Linked DNA regions of Rattus norvegicus: all the other regions are linked to region 2. The links are chromatin contacts, called in public Hi-C maps. All regions are on one chromosome and are shown on one strand. The core of a region is the stretch at or near the end of the contact, and the rest is flanking DNA. Distances in the headings are between cores, read along the strand shown. Region 1 has its middle 48 kb from the start of Cbx4. Region 2 holds the start of Cbx8 (chromobox 8). Region 3 overlaps LOC103693490 (a long non-coding RNA gene).

Evidence for each region. A called contact is a pair of places that touch in the nucleus more often than the background predicts.
Region 1: a contact with region 2 is called in a Hi-C map of kidney, with 2.1 times the contacts expected there. The contact joins the enhancer-like site here to the promoter of Cbx8 in region 2. A contact is called at or near these places in 3 of 12 Hi-C or Micro-C datasets (kidney and liver).
Region 3: a contact with region 2 is called in a Hi-C map of liver, with 2.3 times the contacts expected there. The contact joins the enhancer-like site here to the promoter of Cbx8 in region 2. A contact is called at or near these places in 2 of 12 Hi-C or Micro-C datasets (hepatocytes and liver).

The regions. Positions count from the first base shown.
Region 1 is chr10:104,888,438-104,891,631 of GRCr8, reverse strand. No RefSeq gene overlaps it. Among named protein-coding and RNA genes, the nearest start is that of Cbx4, 48 kb to the right of the region's middle. Within about 2 kb of position 1,556, at least 21 of the 93 cell types and tissues checked have an H3K27ac peak or open chromatin away from gene starts, as enhancers often do. A contact at or near this core is called in kidney and liver, where this site is marked.
Region 2 is chr10:104,793,441-104,796,918 of GRCr8, reverse strand. Cbx8 (chromobox 8) reads left to right here and starts at 1,419. Exons shown (of 5, transcript NM_001034078.1): 1 at 1,419-1,501; 2 at 1,889-1,932; 3 at 2,121-2,186; 4 at 2,285-2,351; 5 at 2,760-3,478. The coding sequence starts at 1,433.
Region 3 is chr10:104,860,527-104,863,901 of GRCr8, reverse strand. All of the region lies in intron 2 of LOC103693490 (a long non-coding RNA gene), which reads right to left. It overlaps LOC120095222 (a long non-coding RNA gene), which reads left to right. Exons shown (of 2, transcript XR_010055909.1): 2 at 74-686. Among named protein-coding and RNA genes, the nearest start is that of Cbx4, 20 kb to the right of the region's middle. Within about 2 kb of position 1,436, at least 20 of the 93 cell types and tissues checked have an H3K27ac peak or open chromatin away from gene starts, as enhancers often do. A contact at or near this core is called in liver, where this site is marked.

The DNA of each region.
Region 1 (3,194 bases), core at 307-2,806, 95 kb before region 2:
CTGTTCTGTTTTGCAATTGGTTCACAAGGCCTGGTTTCCTTTCCTGCCTCTGTCCTTATCACCCAGACTTCTAACAGGACCACAATGACTGATTGTGCTCCTGCTGGTGCAGCAGAACAGCGGGACACCCCCCCCCCTTCCCCAGCCCTACTCTCTTTCTCTGATGGCTTTGGGACTATAATGGATCCCATTGTGAGTCATTCGTTCAGGTGACAGTGTGGCCCTTGAGTTGAAGGGCAGTGGGGGCTCTGGAGAGAGTAGCAGAGAAGCCCTCACTCCCACCCTGAAGGTACCAGGGAGGTGAGAGAGGGAAGTCTCAGGATAGCTGTTTCCTGTGTCTAATGGAGAGGGCTGCTCACAGGCCGTGTTTAAAATACTCGGTTTCTTGTGAACAAAATACATTTCTTTCTTTTTTTTTTTTAAGATTCAGTGTTGACGAAACAGGATAAGTTGGTGACTTATATTCCTGCCATGGCTGGGGCTTGAGCGACTCCAGGGTGACAGAGTTGCTGGGTGGGAAAGGTATTCAGACGGCACCTTCAGGGAGTCACTTGCTGCCATAGGGAGCACCATTCAGCCATGTCCTGAAAACAGTGGCCTGGACTAGTTCTGGTCCAGCCCCTGTGGACCCACCCGGGTGCCTCACTCTGAGCATTACCAGCTCTGTAAATAGGTCAGGTGGAATCCAGACAGCCATCGAAGTGTGTCCACAGTCAGAAGCCCCGGCTAGGCCTCCCAAGCTACCTCTCTGCTCATCAGTCTGGCCCCTAGCTAAAGCTCTCCAGCCCCCCAAGAGTTCTACGTGCCACCTGCTACTTCAGCCAGGGCCAGGGCCCCAAGGCACTTCCTGCCTCACGAGGTTTCTAGAGAAAACCCCACAGGGGATTTCTCAGAATGTTCTGCAGTTGCTGCTACTGCTGCTGCTGGAGGGACTTGGCAGCCGCCCCAGAGGACTTGGCAGGAGCCCTGGTGGCCTGGCCAGAATAGAGAAGCCATCCAGGTTCCAGTGTCTGGTATAGGGGACAGAGACTGTCATCAGGTCCTACCTCTCTGCTCCTTGGTGACTGTCTACACTGGATATCCCTAGCTAACCGGAAGCCTGTGCAGAGGACTTTAGCATCATGCCTGGGGGCACAGACGGCAAAAGAAACCAACATCCTCAAGGACTCGGTGTTGACCAGCTTCTGCTTGTTTGTCTGCTGGGCTCACTGGGTCTTCCTGGTGTGGTTACTTTGGAGAAGAAATGGGATTTGTTCATGGCTAGACGTACAATCAATTCCCCACCCACTGGGGCATGAGCTAAGGAGGCCTCCTCACAGCCCTATCTCTAAGCCCTCACACCCAGAGAAAGCCTGAGACAGATGGGGAAGAATATCCTCCTGAGTGAGAGGAAGAGGCTTTGGGCTAGAATGGATTGAAGAGGAGATTATGTGAGAGACCACAGAACAGACTGGGAACTGCCTTTACTGGGCTTGCCCGTCTGCGCTGGGTAGCCTTCTGTAGACAGTGTGTAATCTGGAAATCGATCACTGCAAGAAAGGACCTGGAGTCAATGACCTCCCATCCCTGAGCAGCAGTGGGAACCTAAAGAAACTGCCCAGCAGGCCCAGAGCCTCCCAGGTGAAGCTCTGAAAGGCCAAAGAGAGCTCTGCTTAGATCAGAGCTGCTGTCCGGAGGGAGCCCGGGTTTGAGGGAGCCAAGAGGACTTGAAAACCTGTTTGTACCATGCCTGGCGGGGTTAAATGACAGCACCCAAGAGCTGCATGAATAGAGCCAAGCATAACGAGGTAGGGGACTGGCCCAAGTGGAGACTTTGCAGAGTAAATAGCCAGGGACCTGTGACTACAGCTCATGGTCAGGTTCAGGCGGGTGGTCTGAACAAATGCAGGGCTGGCAACGGTGTTCCGAGGGCCACCAGGGTGGGTGGGAAGGCTTCCTGAGGGAGGTGACCTTCTTGCTGGTGGTAGGGTATCACAGTATTTCTTCGTAGCTGTGAGTGGTTTTTTTGTTGTTGTTGTTGTTGTTGTTGTTGTTGGTTTTTCTTTGGTTTGTTTGTTTGTTTGTTTTTTTGAGCATAACCACAGACCAGCTCTGCAGAGACAGGATGGACAGAAGTGTAGGACAGAAATGCCTAAGCAGTTTAGTTATTTTCTTTTTTCTCTTTTTAAGAGACTGATTTATCTTGTTTTATGTATACAAGTATTTTGCCTACATGTATGTGGCAATGCTTGTGTACCTGGTGCCTGGGGAGGTCCAAAGAGGGAGCCATATCGCCTTGGGATTGGAGTTAAGAGATGTTTGTGAGCCGCCATGTTGGTGCTGGGAATGGACTCCAAGTCTGTAAGGGCAGCACGTGTTCTTAGCTCCTGAGTGGTCATCTCCCAATCCTTGGAGAGATGACTTCTGAATGTCACTGTCCCCATTTCCAAGAATATGACTGACTGCAAGGCATTTATGCACACCCCGGGTTGCACGGCCATCGCTGGTGTGTGCCCGAAGTGTTCCTATCACCCGGGAGGAAAGTCGCCACCACTGTGGGTCTGTCTGCCTCGTTCCCACCGCTCTGCAGCGCCTGTCAGTCATGCTCAATCATGTCAATCAGAAGCCTTTGCCACGTCTTTGTCTTGGTTATTCTGGAGGTGGGTGTGGTGTGTGCATGGGTGCCTGCTTTTGTGTTTGTGCACAGCGTGTGGAGGCCATACAGCCATGTCAGGTGTCTTGTGTGTGCACACACTTAACTGAGCCAGGTCCTCGAGGCTCTTCCCTGTTGATTTCGGTGCCTGGGGTGTTTTGCCTGTACATACATGTATCTCTGCAACACATTCCTGCCTTGTAAGCACAGAGGCTGGAAGAGGGCATCGGAGCCCCTGGAACTGGAGTTACAGGTGATTGTGAGCTACTGTGTGGGCACTGGGAATTGAACCTGGGTCTTCTGCAGGAACAGTTCGTGCTTTAGCCACTGGGTCACCTCTCCATGCTCTTGGTCTATTTGGTGACTCTTGGGATGGAATGGGTTTTGTACAAACCAGGCAAGTGCTCCACCACAGAGCCATATCTAGCTCCTCCTGTGGCATTAAATATATATATATATATATATATATATATATATATATATATATATATATATCTTTGCTGGGATTTGCTGGGGTTGGTGGGATTTGAACTCGGGACCTCTGGAGAAGCAGTCAGTGCAC
Region 2 (3,478 bases), core at 170-2,669:
ACAGGGGTTACCACGAGGGGAGGAAGGAGAGCCTAGGAGCGAAAGGTTATTGAGTGTCCGCAGGTGTGTGAGGGACTTTAGGCGTCTCTGCACGACCGTCATCCCCTACCTGGGACTTGCCATCTTGGGAACCCCCCTCTTCCAAGCCGTACTAGATACCGCCACACCCCTCAAATTCCACGCCGCTGTTTGTCGGGTGTCCTCCGCTTACGTCTTCTAGAAGAGCCCAAGACAGAAAGTGCACTAGCTCCGCACCCAAGTCTGGAGTAGAGCCGCGGCGCCCCCAGCCGCTCACTCCCAATCTAGCCAGGTTCTAGGCTCTGCCTCGATGGTCATAGATTCCCTAAACCCACCCAGGCCGGGACAGACATGTCCAGGTTGACTTCTCTCAGGGCCAAGGAGTGGAGTGGGCTGGGCCAGGGACAGAAGCTGGGTCAGGGTAACTGAGACTTGGGGACAATGGAGGTGGCAAAAGGAGGCTCGCGACCCCTCCTGCAGGGTCTCGGTCCAGGATGGATTCAGGCGGTAAACATCGGCATGCACCAGTCTGCTTTGGGCTTCTGAGCCGGGAGAAGCGCCCACGGCAGCTCGCAGGACCCGGAGGGTGGACGCGGGCAGCACTGTGCGACTGGAGACCAAGAGCAGGCTCATTGATTTGTTAGCTGGATGGGACTGGTGATGAAGGGAGGAGGGGGCGTTGCCATGGAGACCCAGGGTGTGCGGCCGCAAGGGAGGGGTCAGGAAATTAGTAGGTTCGGCGCTAGCGACGTAGGTCCAGGGGTTCGGGCGCGGCTCGTTGCGCCCCAGCACCTGTGCATTGTGTTGCACCGGCGGCGGGCGAAGAGGATGGCGCCAGGCAGGGCATGGGCAGGTGGGAAGGGCCTGGGTCTGCAGAGGGGCAGCTCCTGACTGGCACCTACGCGGGGAGCCCTAAGGGCTCCGCGGGGACAGGGCAAGCCATGCACCCGGGGAACCGCTGGGCAGTCGGGCAGGGGGGCAGGGCCCGGAGCTTAGGGCAGCGGCCCCCTGTCCAGCCGTGCAGACTGACAGCAGTCGGGCCCGCCCCGCTTCGCGTCACTTCCGCTGACGGCACTCTCCCCCCCCCCCACCTTCTGGGTCTCTGGAGTGGACGGAGACTCCTCCCCCTGGCGATTGGAACACAGGTCACGTAGCAACGCAGGGGAGACGGGGAGAGGGGCGTGGCCGGGCGCTAGTCCAATCAGCGCCCGCAGAACGGGCCCAGGACGCTTGGCTTTAGCAACGTCGTTAGCAACACGTGGGGCGGGAGGACGAGCTGGGAGGGGGCAGGGAGGGAGAGTGCGCGGGGGAGGGAGGAGAACTGACGTCAGCGGGAGAGTATTATGGGCTGTCGAGGGCTGGCTGCTGCTTTTCTGCTCCTGGAAGCGGCTGAGGGGGGAAGCGGCGAGTCAACATGGAGCTCTCGGCGGTGGGGGAGCGGGTGTTCGCGGCCGAAGCCCTCCTGAAGCGGCGCATTCGCAAAGTAGGTGAAGGGGAAGGCGGGCGGCGGCGCGGGCCCTCCCTTACCAGGGCCGGGGCTCCCTCCCCCTGCTGCAGCCCAGCCTCCCTTCCCCCAGGTCCCAGCAGCGGCCGCGGCCGTGTCGGCGGCGGCGGCTCAGCCCCAGCGCTCTCCTTAGACTTGCAGCCCTGCACAGATTGCATGGATGGGGGGCGGGGTGGGGGATGAATGCCGGTGCATGCACTTTGTGCAGCGTTTCTGCAGCGGTGCTGCAGTGGGCTGGTTCCTTTGGCGGCAGTGTTTGGAGCATTCATTTGGTGCATGCATTTTCGTGTGTATTTCTTGTGTCCTCGTCATGCATTCCTCCCCACGCACACACATACACATGCATTTTCCCTTTTGCATCCTCAGGGACGCATGGAATATCTCGTGAAATGGAAGGGCTGGTCGCAGAAGTAAGTAGGTTATATGCAATCGCAACCCCACACTGATATCGAGGAGGGTTCTTTCTTCCTCTTTTCCCCTTCACATTGAAATACAACACAAGGCAGCCGGAAAAGTTGCACACACATACCCGCCCTCCACTCCCTCCTCTCTCTCCTGCTCCAGGGACTGATGACTGATTCTTCCTGGTTTCCTTTAGGTACAGCACGTGGGAGCCTGAAGAAAATATTCTTGATGCTCGCCTCCTTGCAGCCTTTGAAGAAAGGTACAGACCCTTAGCCCAGCCACTCACTGGAACCCATACAGGCTGACTTCGGTGCAGCCAGGACACACCCCCTTCTTCTATCTCTTTTCTTTCTTTAGGGAACGGGAGATGGAGCTCTATGGTCCCAAAAAGCGAGGACCCAAGCCTAAAACCTTCCTTCTCAAGGTATGTTGCAGTCTCCAGTGGTGGAGGGTGACGTTCAAGGAGGATCTGCTGGGTTTGTAAACCAGTGGGTGTCCTTGCCCTTTGCTTATTTGTGAAGTGGGCATCTTCTGACAGCATGTTTTCAGTCTGTGGCAGCATCGAGGGGTTCTAGAGGTGGGACGTAGCTGCCCCAGAAGGCCTTTATTTCCCTCTCCAATCACCTCAAGTAGACCTATAATGTTATACAAGGAGTCTGTTGGTTGCAAATGGCTGCTTCCAGACAAATCCCCCCCCCCCGCCCCCAGACTACTACCAAAAGGCATTACTCAATTAGAATTTCCCAGGCATCCAGGGAAAGTTGGGCAGTCGAGGCTAGAGGTCTTGTGGGGGGCGGGGCTCTTCTCTCCTCACAACACCTTCCTTCTGCAGGCCCAGGCCAAGGCAAAGGCCAAAACCTATGAATTCAGAAGCGACTCTACCAGAGGCATCCGGATCCCTTACCCAGGCCGCTCTCCCCAGGATTTGGCATCTACTTCTAGGGCCCGAGAGGGCCTTCGGAACACGGGGCTACCCCCACCAGGGAGCAGTACCAGTACCTGCAGGGCAGACCCACCTCGGGACAGAGACCGAGACCGGGATCGAGAACGGGACAGGGGTACCAGCCGTGTAGATGAGAAGCCCAGCTCACCGGGGGACAGCTCCAAGAAACGAGGACCCAAGCCCAGGAAGGAGCTCCTAGACCCTTCACAGAGACCTTTGGGAGAGCCCAGTGATGGCCTTGGAGAATACCTCAAAGGCAGGAAGCTGGATGAGACCCCCTCTGGGATAGGAAAGTTCTCAGCTGGCCACAGCGTGATCCAGCTTGCTCGGAGGCAGGACTCAGACCTGGTACAATACGGTGTGACCAGTCCTAGCTCGGCGGAGGCCTCGGGCAAGTTGGCTGCGGACACCTTTCCAGCCAGGGTGATAAAGCACCGGGCTGCTTTACTGGAGGCCAAAGGTCAAGGTGCCCTGGACCCTGGTGGGACCAGGGTCCGACATAGTTCAGGCACCCCGGGCTCAGTGGGAAGCCTGTATCGGGACATGGGGGCTCAAGGGGGAAGGCCCTCCCTCATCGCCAGGATCCCAGTGGCCAGAATCCTGGGGGA
Region 3 (3,375 bases), core at 187-2,686, 67 kb before region 2:
CATCAGTCTCCTTTGCTGTGCCCTCGGGGACTTTCTGGCCTACATCCATCCCTTCTGTGACTTCCTTCCTCAGATACTCCCCGAAGGCTGCCACTGACCTTCTGCTGGGTTTCCACAGACGGTGACTCAAACCTACTCTGCAATCCAGACAGCCCACAGCAGCACAGTGCCGTACCAGGGCATCGAAGGTTCATCATCCTTCTAAGCACCAGAGTCAGTGAGGCACTGTGTGTGTGTTAGGCTTTGTAAGTGACTGTCACGGTCCAAGCAAGGACTTAAGATCTGGGTACTATCTGCATCTGGGAGAGGCAGGGCTGCAAGTCAGACCATCCGACTGCTGTCCCACCCCATCCACTACCCACCGCCCAGCCCCTCTACCTGTGCCTGTGACCACCGTCCCCACAAAGTGTTTCTTCCTTCAGGAGCATGCTCTGCTCTTGCAGGAGGCCTGGATCTTTTTACCTCCAGCCCTGCCACCACCTTGACTCCTGCGTTGCGCGCTGAAGTCGTAATAACATGCTCTCTGCTGCCCGTTCTTGTCCACCGCACCCCAGCTGCCAGGTTAATCTCCAGAGAATGCCGTTAGGACTGGCGCCTTGATCACCTCGCTTGTCAAATGCGGGGTTCTAGCTCGATAGATCAGCATCTTTAGAGTTCAAATAAATCCTTTGGAATCCTGAAGACCATTATCCCCCAAGATGTGTGTGGCTCAGGGAGACTGCTGGGGGAGTTGGTGTCAGCCCTAGCCTGCTGGGGCTTTGCAGTGCTTAGCCAAGGAGCCAGGCAGTGTGAGTCAGTATGTGTGTGTGTGGGGGGGGTCAGTGTCAGGCGAGGGTGGGTTAGTGGGGGGAGGGTCAATGTGAGAAAGTCATTGTGGGAAGGTCAGTAGGAGAGGGTCAGTGTGGGGGAGGTCAGTTGCAGGGAGGTCAGTGTGTGCTGGGTCAGTGTTGGGTGGGTAGGGTGAGTGGGGCTGTCAGTGGGGGAGGTCAGTGTGGGGGAAGGTCAGTATGGGGGAAGGTCAGTGTGGGGTTTGGTGTGGTGGGGTCAGTGTGGGTGGATCAGTACAGGAGGGTTAATGTTGGAAGGTCGGCATGGGGGATCTGTGTGGGAGGAGGGTTTATGTGGAAGGTCAGTGGGGGGGGTTCAGTGTGAAAGGTTAGTGGGGGGAGAGAACAGGGGTCACTGTTGGGGGTCAGTGAGGGAGGGTCAGTGGAGGAAGGGTTCATGGGAGAGTCTTGCTCACAGGGCAGAACCCAGGGGAGAGGGCTGCATGAGAGTTCTGGCTTGGTGTACAAAACAGCCACACCGCTGACATGTTCTCTTGCCCTTTGGAGCCTGTGGGTGGTGTGTGTGTGTGTGTGTGTGTGTGTGTGTGTGTGTGTGTGTGTGCGCGCGCGAGCGCCTGTGTGAGTCTGAAGTTCAGATGTGAGCAAAGGGTGGAGCCCTGCAGGAGGGAAGGGGAATGCTGCCTCTTCCAGCGTGCGGTGCGAACAGCAGCCCTGGGTGCTTCTTAGCAGCGGCAGTGCTCCTATCTCTGCTTGGTCATCCCAGGAAGGGATGCTACATATCTGTATCCAGATTCTTTCTTCCTCCGAGGACACCCATGACACTGAACAAAGCGCCCACTCTCGGTGGGCTTTCATCTTAATTTGATTATGTGGAAAAAGATCTGGTCCCTGCCAAGGTCACACTCCAAGGTCCCAAGATGGACAGGAGTTTAAGGACAAAGGGATTATTCAACTCAGTAGTGGGCAAGATGAGATAAGAAATCTCAAATGTGATGTTCGGGGACAGCCTAGAAATGTCCCCGGAAGCAGAGGGCAGGGCAGCAGGAGGTGCTGATGCCAGGTAAGCACAGGAGCAGAGACAGCCATTCTGGGCATCCTAGAACTTTGTGGGTGGGGCCAGAGGAGCCCCGCCCCACCAGGACATCCGCAGCCCTCCTGGAATCAAGCAGCTGCGGGCTGCCCTGCCTGGCCACCAGCTCTGCGAGAGAGACACATGCGCAGACTGGTCCTTGAGGACAAGCCCCATAATTACCCTCGGCTGCCAGCACACAGCATCCACGTCAGTGATAAGCCAAGCTGGGCGGGAGGTGCACCAGCCCACAGACACCTCAGAGGTGCAGAGGTGGGCCGGTCCTGCTGACATCAGCGGCTCTCTGCCTGAGACAGAAGCTTTGACCATGCTTCGACAGGAAGAAGGCCTTCCCTAGAGGAAACCTGAGCAAGCCGCCTGCGCGCTGCCAGGCGGGCATCGCCAGAGCCCACAGGAAATTGCTATCTTCTGGGTGAGATTTTTTTGCCTAGAGCTGTTCTGGGCAGATGGCATATTACTGATGCGACTATCCAGGTCCAGTGAAGTCTGGGAAGGTCATCTATCCTGCCTCGTTCTCTATGTCCACCTTTGTAGCCACCTGCAGAGGCAAGCTGGGGCCAGCATTGTCTGTTCACTTTTGTGAGGGACCAGAAGTCACATACCAAGCCTGATTAAGGAGCAAGAGATTGTGTGACCACTGCCACTCATCCCCGCACCTGTGCCTCATGCCACGGGACCTGGAAGGAGATGACGTCAGACTCTGATGGGCCAGATCCCAGAATAATTGTCTGGACGGTGAATATTAAAGTCCCAGATCCACATTGTCCAGGAAGGAGACCGCAAGGCACACATGGCTTCTGAGCAATTAAAAGGTGCCGACTGCCAAAATCCATGAGGGGCTGCCAAGACTTCGAAGGGCCACGACGATAAGAAAGACGCCACCGTAATGTTTATATTGACCCCATGTTGAAGTAAAAATATTTGGATGCCGGAGAATAAGCAAATAGAGTATTAACACTTACTATGCTGACTTCTCTTTTTAAAAACATGTTTATATTTTTAAATTAATTTTATTTGTGTATGATTGCTTGTCTGTCCACGTGTATGCAGGCTGGTTTGCCTGTGGAAGGTAAGAGAGAGAATTACCAATGGCTGCGATCCACCATGTGGGTGCCGAAAATCAAACTCGGGTTCTCTGCAAGAGAAACAAATGCTCTCAACTACTTAGCCATCTCTCCTGCCCTACTTTTTATCTTAAAAAAATGTGGCTACCAAAAATTTAAAAATCATAGCCAGGTGTGGTGGATGAATGCCTTACACTTAAAATCCCAGCGCTCGGCAGGCTGAAACAGGAGGAGACAGTGAGTTCCGGATTAGCCTAGGCTATAAAGAAAGATGCTGTCACAAACAACATAACCACATAGTTGAATTAGTCCCAGAACTCAGATGGCAAAGTCAAGAGGGAGACTACTTGAAACTGGGAGTTCAAGACCCTGTCCTAAAATGAAATAAATCTCAGTATCCATCAATCCATCCATCCATCCATCGATCCGTCCA